4 separate regions of the Mus musculus genome follow, and all the other regions are linked to region 4. Evidence: chromatin contacts called from public ChIA-PET, Micro-C and promoter capture Hi-C data. All regions are on one chromosome and are shown on one strand. Each heading gives the region's core, a stretch centred on a gene start, on an enhancer-like site or on the middle of the called end of the contact. The rest is flanking DNA. Distances are from core to core; before and after follow the strand shown. Region 1 holds the start of Elavl3 (ELAV like RNA binding protein 3). Region 2 holds the start of 9530077C05Rik (RIKEN cDNA 9530077C05 gene). Region 3 holds the start of Rp9 (retinitis pigmentosa 9 (human)). Region 4 holds the start of Zfp599 (zinc finger protein 599).

Region 1 (2,764 bases), core at 191-2,690, 210 kb after region 4:
CCACCCTAAACGCTCAATCATTTCCCTCGCCACCACTTTTCCTTTCTTTCTTTTTTCTGTTGCTGTTCTTCTTTGTTTTTTGTTCATTTTGCTACAAGGTCTATGTAGCCTAGGCTGGCCTGGAATTCACTACATAACTGACCCTGACTTTAAGATTCTGACCCTTTTGCCTCAGCACCCCCAGTGTTGTGATTCCAGGCTTGTTTATGTGGTGCTAGGGATCGGATCTGGGGTTTCATGGGCTAGTAACTGAACCAATCCTCAACCCATTTTTTTTTAATTTATTACTATTAGTGTGTGTGCATGTGCGTGTGTGTGTGTGTGTGTGTGTGTGTGTGTGTGTGTGTGTGTGTACCATGTAGAGTTGATTCTCTCTTTCTTTCTTTACATGGGTTCAGGGGATCACACTTCAGGTCGCTACCTAGCATGGTGGCAAATATCTTTCATTCCAACACCTGGGAGAGGCAGATGGATACCTGAGCTGGAGGCCACTCTGACCTATCAAGGACGTTCCAGGACAGTCAGTGCTACACCGAGGAACCCTGTCTCAAAAAACAAACAAACAAACATCAGATTTCCAGGCCTGTATGGCAAGAACCTTTTCTTGCTGAGCTATCTTTCCAGCTTCCTGCAGCCTTCTGTTTTGTTTTATTTTATTTTATTTATTTTTGAGAACCGGTCTTATGTAACCCAGGCTGGCTTTGAACTCTTGATCACTCTGACTATCTTCTAAAGTTAGCCTTACATCGTGCTCACCTTACTTTTGTTTTATGTTTGGTTGGTTGGTTGGTTTGGTTTGGGTTTTTTTGTTGTTGTTGTTGTTTGTTTGTTTAGATTTTCTTTTCTTTGTTCTTTAATTAAAAAAAAAAAAACCCAGGGTCTCCTAAGCAGCACGCAACAGCCTGAAGTTTGCTATGTAGCCCAGATCAGCATAAAGTGCTGTGTAGCCCATGCTAGACTCAAACTACCTTCCTGGCTCACCACACCTAGTATTCTAATATCACCAGAGGCCATGTGGAAACAAAAACTGTTCACTTCGGATCTAGCAGAACGGGTCTGGGTCTGAGTGTTTGCCCTTTCCCAGCCCTCCCAGACATCACCCATGCACCCCTGGTTGTGTTTGGGTCACCAAAGGCTGTTTTTTACCCCTTCAGAGTTAGATGCTGGACTGAAGAGGGGAACCCAATTTGTCGGCAAAGCTAAAGTAATACTCGAGAGTGGTGTCAAGACTAGAGTCAGAGTCCGCAGGCAAGAAAGAGCCAAGATCTGATGCCTCATCCTATTCTCTTTTGGCACGCAGAGTCTAGGCCCGCACTCGCTTCCACCTGCCGCGCCGTCGGGAGCCGGGAGGAGGCGGAGACCCACCGTCTCAGCCAATGAGCGACGCCGGCGCTGGCAGCTGCCTCTATAAAGGGCTGGGGGCGGCGGCAGTGCGACCCAGAGCGCGGAGCGCGCAGCGCGGGCCGGTGGGAGGGAGGGAGGGCGGGCGAGAGGAGAGGACCCATCACCCGGCACGGGACAGGCCGAACTGAGGGCCCGCCGCAGAAGGCAGAGCTGCCGAGATCTCAGTCACAGAAAGAGCGACTTCTTCAGGCCCGGCGGGGCCGCGCTCCGGGCACCCTCCACTGCGTGCCCGCTCCCTCCATCCACCTGCCGCTGGGGGTCTGGCCGTCGAAGCGCGCATCCCCAGGCTCGGGTCAGTTCCCGGCCTTCGAAGGCGCCGCCGCCTCCATCTCCTCCTCTGCAGCGGCCGCAGACGCAGACGCCCGGGCGGGACCCCGGCGTGAGCACCAGGCGCCCCCCTAGGAGTGCACGACCCCCGGAGCCGCCCTCGATACGGACCGCGCCCGCCGGGCACACAAGAATGGTCACTGTAGGTACTCCCTTGTCGCCGCGAGACGAACACGGGAGGGAGGGGCGGAGGCTGGCTCCACGGAAACGCGGGGAGTGGGGGGGTAGGACCAGGCCTAGCTAGGCCTAGGGGAGGGGGGGGGGTAGTACCGCGCCTCGGGCCTGAGAGTGGCCAGAGCTGCATCCGGAGTTTTGGGGAGTGGAGCCTGGTTCGAGAGGCTTTGGAAAGCCAGGCTGTGTACAGGGTGCCCTCAGCCACCCGGTGGTCCTTGTGGCTCCTCACTGGAAGGCTGTGGGGGAGGGGCCGCGGCGGCGGAGGATGCTTCCAGCATCCCAGGCCCAGACCCGCAGGCCGCCCAGGAGGACAAGGGCCACGATCTCCCACTGTTGGTCCGGGTAATGCCACTCGGCCTTCTCTGAGAGCTTTTTGGGGGGGAGGGGAGATGGAGAGGCGGGTGGCGTCGGATCGCGCTGCTCTAAGCCCGAGCCGCACCCGAAAGGCGGGCATCTTCGTCCTCGAACCCCGTCGACCTTGCGGCAAGCGGGGAGGGGAAGAGGAGGGGGCGCCCTGAGGCCTCGCGGCGGCCGCCGTGATCCCTTTGTTTCTCCGCCGGGCCGTAGCCTCGCGCGGGGCCTTGGGGCTGCGGGGGGGGGGGTAGTGCGGGAGGGGGGCTCCCCGTTCCCCGGCCGCTGCCTCCGGGTGAGGGCGTCCGGGGCTGCAGCAGTACTCCATAGGGCCTGCTGCACGCGCCCTCCCCGGTCAGGGCTCCGGGCCGCAGGGTGACCTTGAACGCGCCCGCAAATCGGGCCGCCTGGCCGGCGCACGGTTGCTTTCAGCAGCCTCGGAGCTGGTCAGCTCCCGAACTCACGGCCCCGCCCGACATGCCACGCCCTGTCGTGCCACGCCCATCCA
Region 2 (3,125 bases), core at 241-2,740, 150 kb before region 4:
CATTACCTTTGTTAGTGTACATAAGAATGCATTTCTTTCTGGCATCTCCTGTTCGATCCTGGTCTCTAGTAAGCAAGTATCCCATCAGCCCGACTACGCAGCTGCATGCACACGGACCACTGAGTCATCCTCATATTTGCCACTCTTCTGCCAGGCTTGATGTTTTAAAGCAACGTTTTGACATTGTATTGTTTTGGGAGTTTTGTTTGTTTGTTTTTAGAGACAGGGTATCAGTGGCTGGTCTGGAACTTCTGTAGACCAGGCTGACTAAGCTCACCTGCGTCTGCCTCTGATAATGTGTTTTAAGGTGAAAGAGTTATATCTACATCAAATCACAATTTTAAAAAGCCTAATGCCAATTTAAGTGGCCTCTAAGATCTTGGCTTTTATAACTGCATGTCTCCTGTCAACATAACAGTGGAATAGTCTGTAGGTTATCGCAATCGCACAACAGTAGGTTCTGTGTTTTATAACACTGAACAGCAAACAGTGTAAAAAAATTAAGATGAGAAAGTAGTTTCACTTAAAAATAATTTAGTTTTTCAGTTTAAAAAGTTCTGCAATAACATATAATGAAAGGAGTTTCAAAGTACCATAATGAAACCTCTTACTTTGTATGCTAACTTAAAGAATGGTTTTAGCTATTGATGTCCATATCTTAGCACTGGGGAGACTGAGGCAGGAGGGTCAGGGGTTCAAAACAACTAATTTGGAAAATTGGTCTACTGGGTACTGCAATAGCCTGAAGCTAAAAGTTCTAGGCTTATTTTTGACTCTACTGTGGGAATTAGCTATTTCCCTTTATTCCGTTGTTTTGGTATCTGTCCTGCAGAAATGTTTTCATGCAGAATCAAATGCTAGGAAAATGACTCTGGAACTGTTTAATATTATTAAAGATTTAAATAGGGCTAATATGCATATCTATTCAAAAATGAAAGACAAACTTTCCAACCTTGGATCTAAACACCTGCTCTTATTAATAACATCAATTCAAAATGTTTGCTAATAAATGCAAACAAAAATACACAACATACACTGAAATGTAGAGATGTGTTTTCACAGCTGATTTTTTTTTTTTCTGAACATTCTAGAAAATATAACACCTTACTACACACCTAAAATGCTCTGGAATCGTATTGGACTCTACACTCTCTAGATTGCACAGCTCTTGCCCCTCACCTCTGCTGGGCTAGGGCTGTGCGACTGCACCTGGTCTTCCGAGTCCCAGACCCAACGGTCTCCACCCGCTGCAGCCGCGCCACTTGGGCCAGCAGTGCCTACACTCACCCGTTACGCGAATAGACTCCAGCATCGTCCCGCCAAGGCCAAGGCCAAGGCCGGCGGGCCGCACCGACGAAAACTCCCGTAAGGCAGCTCGAGACCAGATGGGGCAGGACTGGCAGCGCAAGGTGGAGGACCACGTCTTACCCAGAGGCTGGAAAGCGCTCTGGCGGTTCCACCTAGTCTCAGAGCTAAGAACCCGCCACGGTGACGTCGCTGCAACCCCGTTGCTAGGAGACGATCCTGCCTTCTTCCCGCACTCCACGCCACCAAACATGCTCGCCGCTGGAGGCGCTCCTGCGACTGACACCCTGCTCGTAGGGAGAGAAGGGAAGCGAACTACAACTCCCAGCGTGCACAACGCGGACCCGTGCAAGGAGCTGGTCCGCAGAGGCTGGGGTGTTTGTGTGGGGAGGTCGGGATCTGTATGAGGCTCAAAGGGCTTCATTTCATGATGGTAGAGGGAAATAGAAATGGTGTAATAATTCTGAGTTTTAGTTGACCAGAGCAAATTCAGACCCCTGACCTTCCAGCTAATTTACATGGTATGAAATAAATAGGGCGATTTTAGAAGAAAAAAATGGCCAGGTATGGTGGCACACTCCTGTTATCCAAACACTTGAGATGTGCAGCAAAGATGATCAGGGGTTCAAGACCATCATTGCTATATAGTGAATTTTGAGACCATCTTGACTATACAAGAATGTCTAAAAAAAAAAAAAGAATAAAATAAATAAATGCAATATTTAATTTAAAAAGGAGATCTGGAGAAATGGCTCAGCAGTTAAGAACACTGACTACTTTACAGAGGACTTGGGTTTGTTTCCTCATGGCAGCTCACAACTACATGTAACTCCACTTCGAGAGCACCCCATCCCTCTGGCTCTCCCCAGGCCCATACTCGCAAACACTCATGAAATACACACAATTTTTTTTAAACTGAATTGAAAAAGGAAACAGACTGTGGGTGTAGCTCAGATGGTGAAGGGCTCTCTTTAGCATTCAGAGACCCCTGAATTTAATCCCCAGTACTATACAAACCTGGCCTGGTGGTACACATCTCTAATTCCAGCATTCAGGAGGTAGAAGCAGGAGGATCAAGATGTTCCAATTCCTCTATAAGCTTGAAGCCACCCTATATTATATCTATATTATATTATGTATATATCTGAGGTTGCATAAAGGGGTTTTGAGAGGGAGAAGTTGATAGTGAATAATTAAATCATAAATTTACTTTAAATCTATTATTTGTATATATAGAATTTTACCATTTTAGAATATGAAAGCTAATTTCACACTGAGATGGATGTGCTTGTTTATTTTTACATAAATAATCTCAGCTGAATATTTAATAATGCAGGGCACAGAGTATCTTCAACACAGTTCTGTGCGTGTGTGTGTGTGTGTGTGTGTGTGTGTGTGTGTAAGCACTTGTATGCCTTGATTTATGTGTGGAGGTCAGAGGACAACTTGCAGGAGTCAGTTCTCTCCTTCCACCAAATGGGTTCTGGGAATGGAACTCAGGTCGTCAGCTTGGTGGTAGGTGCCTTTACTGCTGAGCCATCTCACCAGCCTGCATCTTCCACATTTTTCAGAGGTGATTTTTCTCTTTCACTTTTATAGTTGTCAATGCTGAGAGTACCATTTTACATAAGCTCACAGGATAAACTCACAGAAGTATGCTTAGTGATTTTCAGAATGTTGGAAATTCTGTCCTAATCCCAAGACAAGGTTCATTTCAATCAAGAAAGAAAACTGGAATCAGCACATCCTTTGGCAGGGACACAAGCTTCATGTAGGCTGACCTAGTACTCACTACACAGCTGAGGAGAACTTTGAACTCC
Region 3 (2,859 bases), core at 256-2,755, 210 kb before region 4:
CTGGGAAAAGGCCCCTTCCCAACCATCAGCTTTAGAGTCCAGGAACGGTGAGAGCATCACAAACAGATCATTCTGAATGAGATCATCCAGGAAGCTGTCCCCAGTTCCCACCCCATCACAGTGGAGCAGTCACCTTCATGGGAAACAGATTGTCCCCTCAAGTAATGAGGTATATGTGACTACCTTGCAAGACAATGATTGAAATAACCAATCATAACATGGTTTGACCAATATTTAATTGTTGGTAGCTGATCCCTGCCTCAAATCTTCCCCTCCTTACATCCTAAAACCTCGTGCCAGTTATCTGGAAATAGGCTGTGAAACTCATCTCTATTTTCTCAGTGTGGGCCACAGTGATTAGTATCCTTTTGTTGCCCCTCCCGCACTGGGAGTCAGGCTCTGCTTATGGCTGGTAGAATTAGCAGCAGGTGGTGCACACCTTTAATCCAGGCACTTGGGAGGAAGAGGCAGGCGGATTTCTGAGTTCGAAGCCAGCCGGGTCTACAGAGTGAGTTCCAGGACAACCAGGGCTACACCCTGACTCGAAAAACCAAAATAATAATAATAATAATAATAATAATAATAATAATAATAATAATAATAAATAAATAAAACAAGCAAACAAAAAAGATTTAGCAGCACAGACCAGATTGAACTCATAGAGAACTGCCTGCCTCTGCTGAGTACCAAAATGCCAGCCTAATACCTTTCTTTCTTTTTCTCGGTCGTTCCTCTTTGCTACCTTTGGATAAGTGTAGAGACCTAACTTGGAACGCTCCGAGTGGAGCTTCCGGCCTGAGACACCGCTTATAGGAGCAAAGGAGGAAGAGCAAGTTTTAAAAAAGGATGCTCCTCTGCAGGATACTGTGTGTCTGCTTTTATTTTTTATTTGCATCACCAAAAATCTTGGTATAAAATATTATGAATATATTGGTCTGTGTTTTTACTACGAATTCGCATAGTCTGGGAAACTGAAGATTTTATAGAGAACGTTGTTTTCTTCCCAGAATGGATGAATCCATAGGTAACAAGTAGCAGCCAAAAGGCTTTTAGTTTAGAAGGCCATACTGCTTTTGCAGAGAACCAGAGTTCGGTTCCCAGCATAGGGTGGCTCATATAGCCCACAGTTCCAATTCTAGAGAGCCATCGTCCTCTTCTGAATTCTGGGCAACTACCGAACTCCACCCCTGCACCACCACCCCAAATATATACGTAGAAATAAAATCTTTTCTCTTTTTCCTTTGTAACAGGATCTCCCCAGGTCTCTGACTTTACTAGCTTGACCTCGTACTCACAGGTCAGTGTTTCTGCCTCCTGCGTGCTGATATTAAAGACCTTTGACACCTTGCCCACCCACAAATACTTAAAACCTTCATAATATAAAAAAAAAAAAAAAATAGAAAGCAACGAGTCGCAGAAGTGGGTGTGGCCTGCAGGCGACTTGGAGCACCCGGAAGCCCTCGGGCCCCGCCCGCCTTCGCCCCGCCCCGGCCCGCCCCGCCCCTCTCAGCTAAGGTTCCCGCAGGCCTCAGGGCCGCGGGGGCCTGGCTGCACGTTCCCTGTCGGCGTTCTGCGGCACGGGCCGGTGGGACGTTGGTGGGGTTGCGCTGCGGGGAGGAAGAGGCGACTTTCCACCTTCTAAGCCCGCCTCGGGTCGCGATGTCGTCCGGGGCCGGGTCTCGGCGGCCGCGGGAGCCGCCGGAGCACGAGCTGCAGCGGCGGCGGGAGCAGAAACGGCGGCGGCACGACGCGCAGCAGCTGCAGCAGCTCAAGCACCTGGAGTCCTTGTGAGTCGGCTGGGCCGGGTGCGGGCGGTGCGGGCCGCCGCCGACGGGTGGGCGTCGCGGCCTGGCGAGCCCCCGGCTCCCTCTGCTCGAGGGCGGCGGAAGGACGCGAGGAGGGAGGCCGGCCACTGTCCCCGCCACGGCGACCGTGGCAATGGCAGTTGACGCGTCCGGAAGCCGAGCTCGGAGCCCCTGGGGGTCGAAGGACGCCAGCCTCTGTCCACTACCACGGACGGCATCGGCGGGAAGCTCAGGGTGGAAACTGCGGGAGACGCGCGGGAAGGCAGCGGACCCGCAGCCGGGCCTGAGGGTGGAGCCCGATGACCTGCGACGACTGTAGTGTAGAGTCGCATGTAGGTGAGGGAAGGTGGCGGGCCTCCCGTCCACAAACTAAACCGAGGTAAAAGTCAGAACCGGGGAGGAGAGGTTTGGGGACGCTGAGCGTGGTGAGGACAGGACATTGTAGGAGACTGTAGAAGATGTTTGTTATGCAGACATTTCGTGTGTGTGTTTGAAGACAAGTTTCCCTGTGTGTATCTTATGCAAACAAGTCTCCGTGTGTGTGTGTGTGTGTGTGTGTGTGTGTGTGGTGTGTGTGTGTGTGTGTGTGCGCGCGCGCGCGCCTGCATATTACCTCACCTGCCCGCCACCTTTGATCATTTTATCTATGCTTGACACATCACTGGCACATTGTTTGTGTGTTATTTTCTTCTTTCAGTGATGGTGTTTCAGTATGGAGTTTTCCCTCTTATATGCCCACAACCCCAGGCATCCTGTTCGTGTCTAAGACAAGGAAGGGCTCATGAGCCTCCCACCTTAGACTAGAGCGCCCTCTTAAATTAAATTTCTCTACATGTGACCTCCTTCACCTAGGAAATTTTCACACTACTGCATGAGTATGGGTATGTAAAATAGGGGATACAAGTCAAACACTTACTGATAATAAGACATAAGGAAATGTGTTTAAAGCAGTTCTTATATATGCAGTTTTACCATTGATTAAAAACAAAAGCAAAATTGAATACTAATGAGATAGATTACTTGTTTATTTTTACACAATTTAATCTTGGCTGCA
Region 4 (2,996 bases), core at 141-2,640:
GGCTGGCCTTGAACTCAGAAATCCACCTGCCTCTGCCTCCTGAGTGCTGGGCTTAAAGGCATTCACCACCACGCCTGGCTGCATTCTCTTTATCTTATTCATGTTTGTTTCAGACGTAGGCACATTCCACACAAGACTGTGATGTTAAACCAGCAAGTGCAGAAATGTAACTAGCTGGGCAGAAAATTCTCTCTCTCTCTCTCTCTCTCTCTCTCTCTCTCTCTCTCTCTCTCTCTCCCTCCCTCTCTGTCTCTCTGTCTCTGTCTCTGTCTCTCTCTCTCAACCTTCTATTAGCACATTTGATAATGGAGTTTGTAGAACTGGGGGGAAATGTCACATCATTTATAATCTAAAAAAATAAATTTGTTCACTTATAGTCTATTAACCAAGAATTATTAAGACATAAAACACTTAACATTTGACCATTTATAGTATTGAACAATGCTTTATATGCTTAAATTTTATCTGAGTTTATTTCATACTACATGAACACATACTTTTATAATCATAAAGATGACTTCTACAAAGACAGTCACAGCCAGTCTGCCTCCAGCTTAGGTTTGCAAGCCATCTTATAATAAAGACAAATTAGGTTCATTCCTATTTATGCATAAATCTGCTCAAGGATTGGACTACATCCCGACTGTACCTAAGTACAAATGGTTCTGTACTGCCTGCTCCGGGGAAAGTCAACCATGCTTTTGTTTTAAAAGTTACTGTGACCAACTTGTTACATTTATGTTCTGCTTCTGTAACTCCAACTATCTGCCTGTCAAATCCTCCATTTGTAAACTCCCTGCTTCTGAATTATAAAAGCCCTAATCTTACCCATGTCCAAATGCTGAACTCTTGAAACCTACCTTTGGGGAGAGACATCCCGTGGGCAGGAATTTTTAAAAGCTTGCTTTAATTAATTTGGCCCTGATGATCTGGTCGGTGGTCTTCTCCAGTTGTGGAAATAATAGAGGCATACACTTTTTATCCCATCACAGGGAATGCAGAGACAGGTAGATAGATCTATGTGAGTTCACAGCCAGCCTAGTCTACATAGCAAGTTCCAGAGCAGGACTACATAGAGAGATTTAAAAAAAAAAAAAAAGTAATGCTACTATTTCTCTTTATAAATACACATTAGATGATATAACCTTAAGTAGAGGTTGGCGCTGGTTTTCCTATAGGAAGCCCTGCCTTACAATACAGCCAAGAACTTGTCAATCTTTTTAAATTCACCAATGGTTGGTGACATTTAAGGTTGAGAAGGTGAGACAGGAAGCTCTGTCTCTGAAAACCGTAACGACAAATGTCCAATCAGACACACAGACAGAGAGTAGGGGCGGGCCTCAGTCTTCTGTAGTCCTGGGCTCTGACTACCTCCTGCCCCACTGTCCCACATGTTCTCCGTGTTGGATCCTGTCCAGGTGTTCCGCGCTCGCCCAGAAGTCCGGAGAGGTTCTGCCTGCCGCCGCGTGTCACATTTCCCCACTGAGAACCACAGTGAGAGCTCTGGGTGTCCCGGAATCCTGAGATGGTGAGTCTGTGGCAGGTCCAGAAGCCGAGCCCCTTTGTCCCCGGGCTGCGGGGTTGGGGCTGAGCGGGCTCCAGGAATCCTGTCCCGTCCCTGGTCCCTGCAGGGACCCGAGCCCTGCTGCAGCGCTTGCCGCAGCTCTGGCCCGGAGCCTGGGACTTGCGGGCCTGCACGGGAAACGGTAACCTGGACCCAGTCGATCGGCTCTCTGTTGTCTCTGCCCCTTGGCCACACATCTCTGTCCCCATGGTCCCCGCAGTTCAATTCCTGAGACGCTGTATCTGGAGTTTGGGGTGTTAAGTCTGGTGCCTAGACGATCCTGTCCCTGGGACCTCGGGCTCTATTCCGTTTCCCAGGATCCTGGAACCCCATCTATCTGTGGCATGAACTCGGAACCCACCCCTAGGAAGCACTTCCATTTTCTGTGTCGGCGTTGGGATTGAACTGTGTCACCGTGAACATGGATGTGAAGCCTTTTACTCTTTTGGCAGCTGGGTCTCATTGTGTTGCCCTGGTTAGCCTAGAACTCATTATGTAGACTGTGCTAGCCTTAAACTCATAGAAATCTCCCAGCTTCTGCCACTCCAGGGCTGGGATTAAAGGAGTGCTGTTTTACTTTCGTTGAGACAGGTTCTTATGTAGCTGGGAATGACCTTGGTCCTCTGTCTGATCTTCATCCTTGAGGCCATTTTCTAACTTTCAGATTTCTGTTCCTTTAGATACATCGCGGCGGTAGTGATTGCTGGGTCCTTTGGTAGTTCTATGTTTACGGCTTTAAGGAACTGGACTATAAATTTATAAAATGTTTGCACTAATTTTCATACTAAGAACAGAGTACTTTTTTTTTTTTTTTTTTTTTTTTTTTTTGAGTCAGGATTTCTCTGTGTAGCCCTGGCTGTCCTGGAACTCACTTTGTAGACCAGGCTGGCCTCGAACTCAGAAATCCGCCTGTCTCTGCCTCCCGAGTGCTGGGATTGAAGGCGAGCGCCAGCACGCCCGGCTCACACACAATTTTTATAGTTTTGTTTAGAGTTTAGGAGTCCTGCTATCTGATACATTCAATATCTGGCGTGACTCTGTTAGACTTCAAGCTGTCAACAGCCATTGAAGAGAGCACCCAAGTGGTGTCTGTGAATAGTTCCATTTTTCCAGCCCTTCCCACATACGGGTGAAGATTTTAGGTCATGGAGGTGGTTACAGGCTCTCTTCTTCTTTTGAGATCTGGGAAGATGTCCTCGTTTCCAGAGCTCTGGGCTTTTCCATATTCAATAACCGCTTTTAATACTGAAGTCCGTTGGTGCATGGGCCATCCCCTTCCAGGAAATGAAAGATATCAGTAGACCTGGAGACTTTAATTAGGGAAGCCAGGGTATAACTGTCCGTGTTGAAATCCTTTGGAACACTCTGGCCATATTTTCTGACATCTTTACATTAACAGACCTCGATGCTGAGTTTTCTTTCTCCCATGAGA

The links. Hi-C and Micro-C count contacts between places; a contact is called where the count stands out from the background. ChIA-PET counts read pairs in DNA pulled down with a chosen protein or histone mark. Capture Hi-C pulls out chosen DNA fragments and counts their contacts.
Region 1: a contact with region 4 is called in a Micro-C map of embryonic stem cells, with 2.3 times the contacts expected there. The contact joins the promoter of Elavl3 here to the promoter of Zfp599 in region 4. A contact is called at or near these places in 1 of 484 Hi-C or Micro-C datasets (embryonic stem cells) and 1 of 9 other capture datasets (pancreatic islet).
Region 2: a contact with region 4 is called in a promoter capture Hi-C map of pancreatic islet. The contact joins the promoter of 9530077C05Rik here to the promoter of Zfp599 in region 4. A contact is called at or near these places in 5 of 484 Hi-C or Micro-C datasets (the G1E-ER4 cell line, embryonic fibroblasts, embryonic stem cells and 1 more), 9 of 115 datasets of contacts at active chromatin or transcription factors (the 230-238 cell line, bone marrow-derived macrophages, embryonic stem cells and 2 more) and 3 of 9 other capture datasets (adipose tissue, liver and pancreatic islet).
Region 3: a contact with region 4 is called in an RNA polymerase II ChIA-PET map of memory CD8 T cells, with 18 read pairs. The contact joins the promoter of Rp9 here to the promoter of Zfp599 in region 4. A contact is called at or near these places in 4 of 39 promoter capture datasets (the C10 cell line, erythroid cells, liver and 1 more), 1 of 115 datasets of contacts at active chromatin or transcription factors (memory CD8 T cells) and 3 of 9 other capture datasets (adipose tissue, liver and pancreatic islet).

The regions. Positions count from the first base shown.
Region 1 is chr9:22,050,699-22,053,462 of GRCm38.p6, reverse strand. It overlaps Elavl3 (ELAV like RNA binding protein 3), which reads left to right and starts at 1,440. Exons shown (of 7, transcript NM_010487.2): 1 at 1,440-1,873. The coding sequence starts at 1,865.
Region 2 is chr9:22,409,912-22,413,036 of GRCm38.p6, reverse strand. 9530077C05Rik (RIKEN cDNA 9530077C05 gene) reads right to left here and starts at 1,490. Exons shown (of 7, transcript NM_026739.3): 1 at 1,288-1,490. The coding sequence starts at 1,312.
Region 3 is chr9:22,467,002-22,469,860 of GRCm38.p6, reverse strand. Rp9 (retinitis pigmentosa 9 (human)) reads left to right here and starts at 1,505. Exons shown (of 6, transcript NM_018739.2): 1 at 1,505-1,787. The coding sequence starts at 1,660.
Region 4 is chr9:22,258,289-22,261,284 of GRCm38.p6, reverse strand. Zfp599 (zinc finger protein 599) reads left to right here and starts at 1,390. Exons shown (of 5, transcript NM_181419.3): 1 at 1,390-1,528. The coding sequence starts at 1,526. Gm39307 (predicted gene, 39307) reads right to left here and starts at 1,183. Exons shown (of 2, transcript NR_166680.1): 1 at 861-1,183.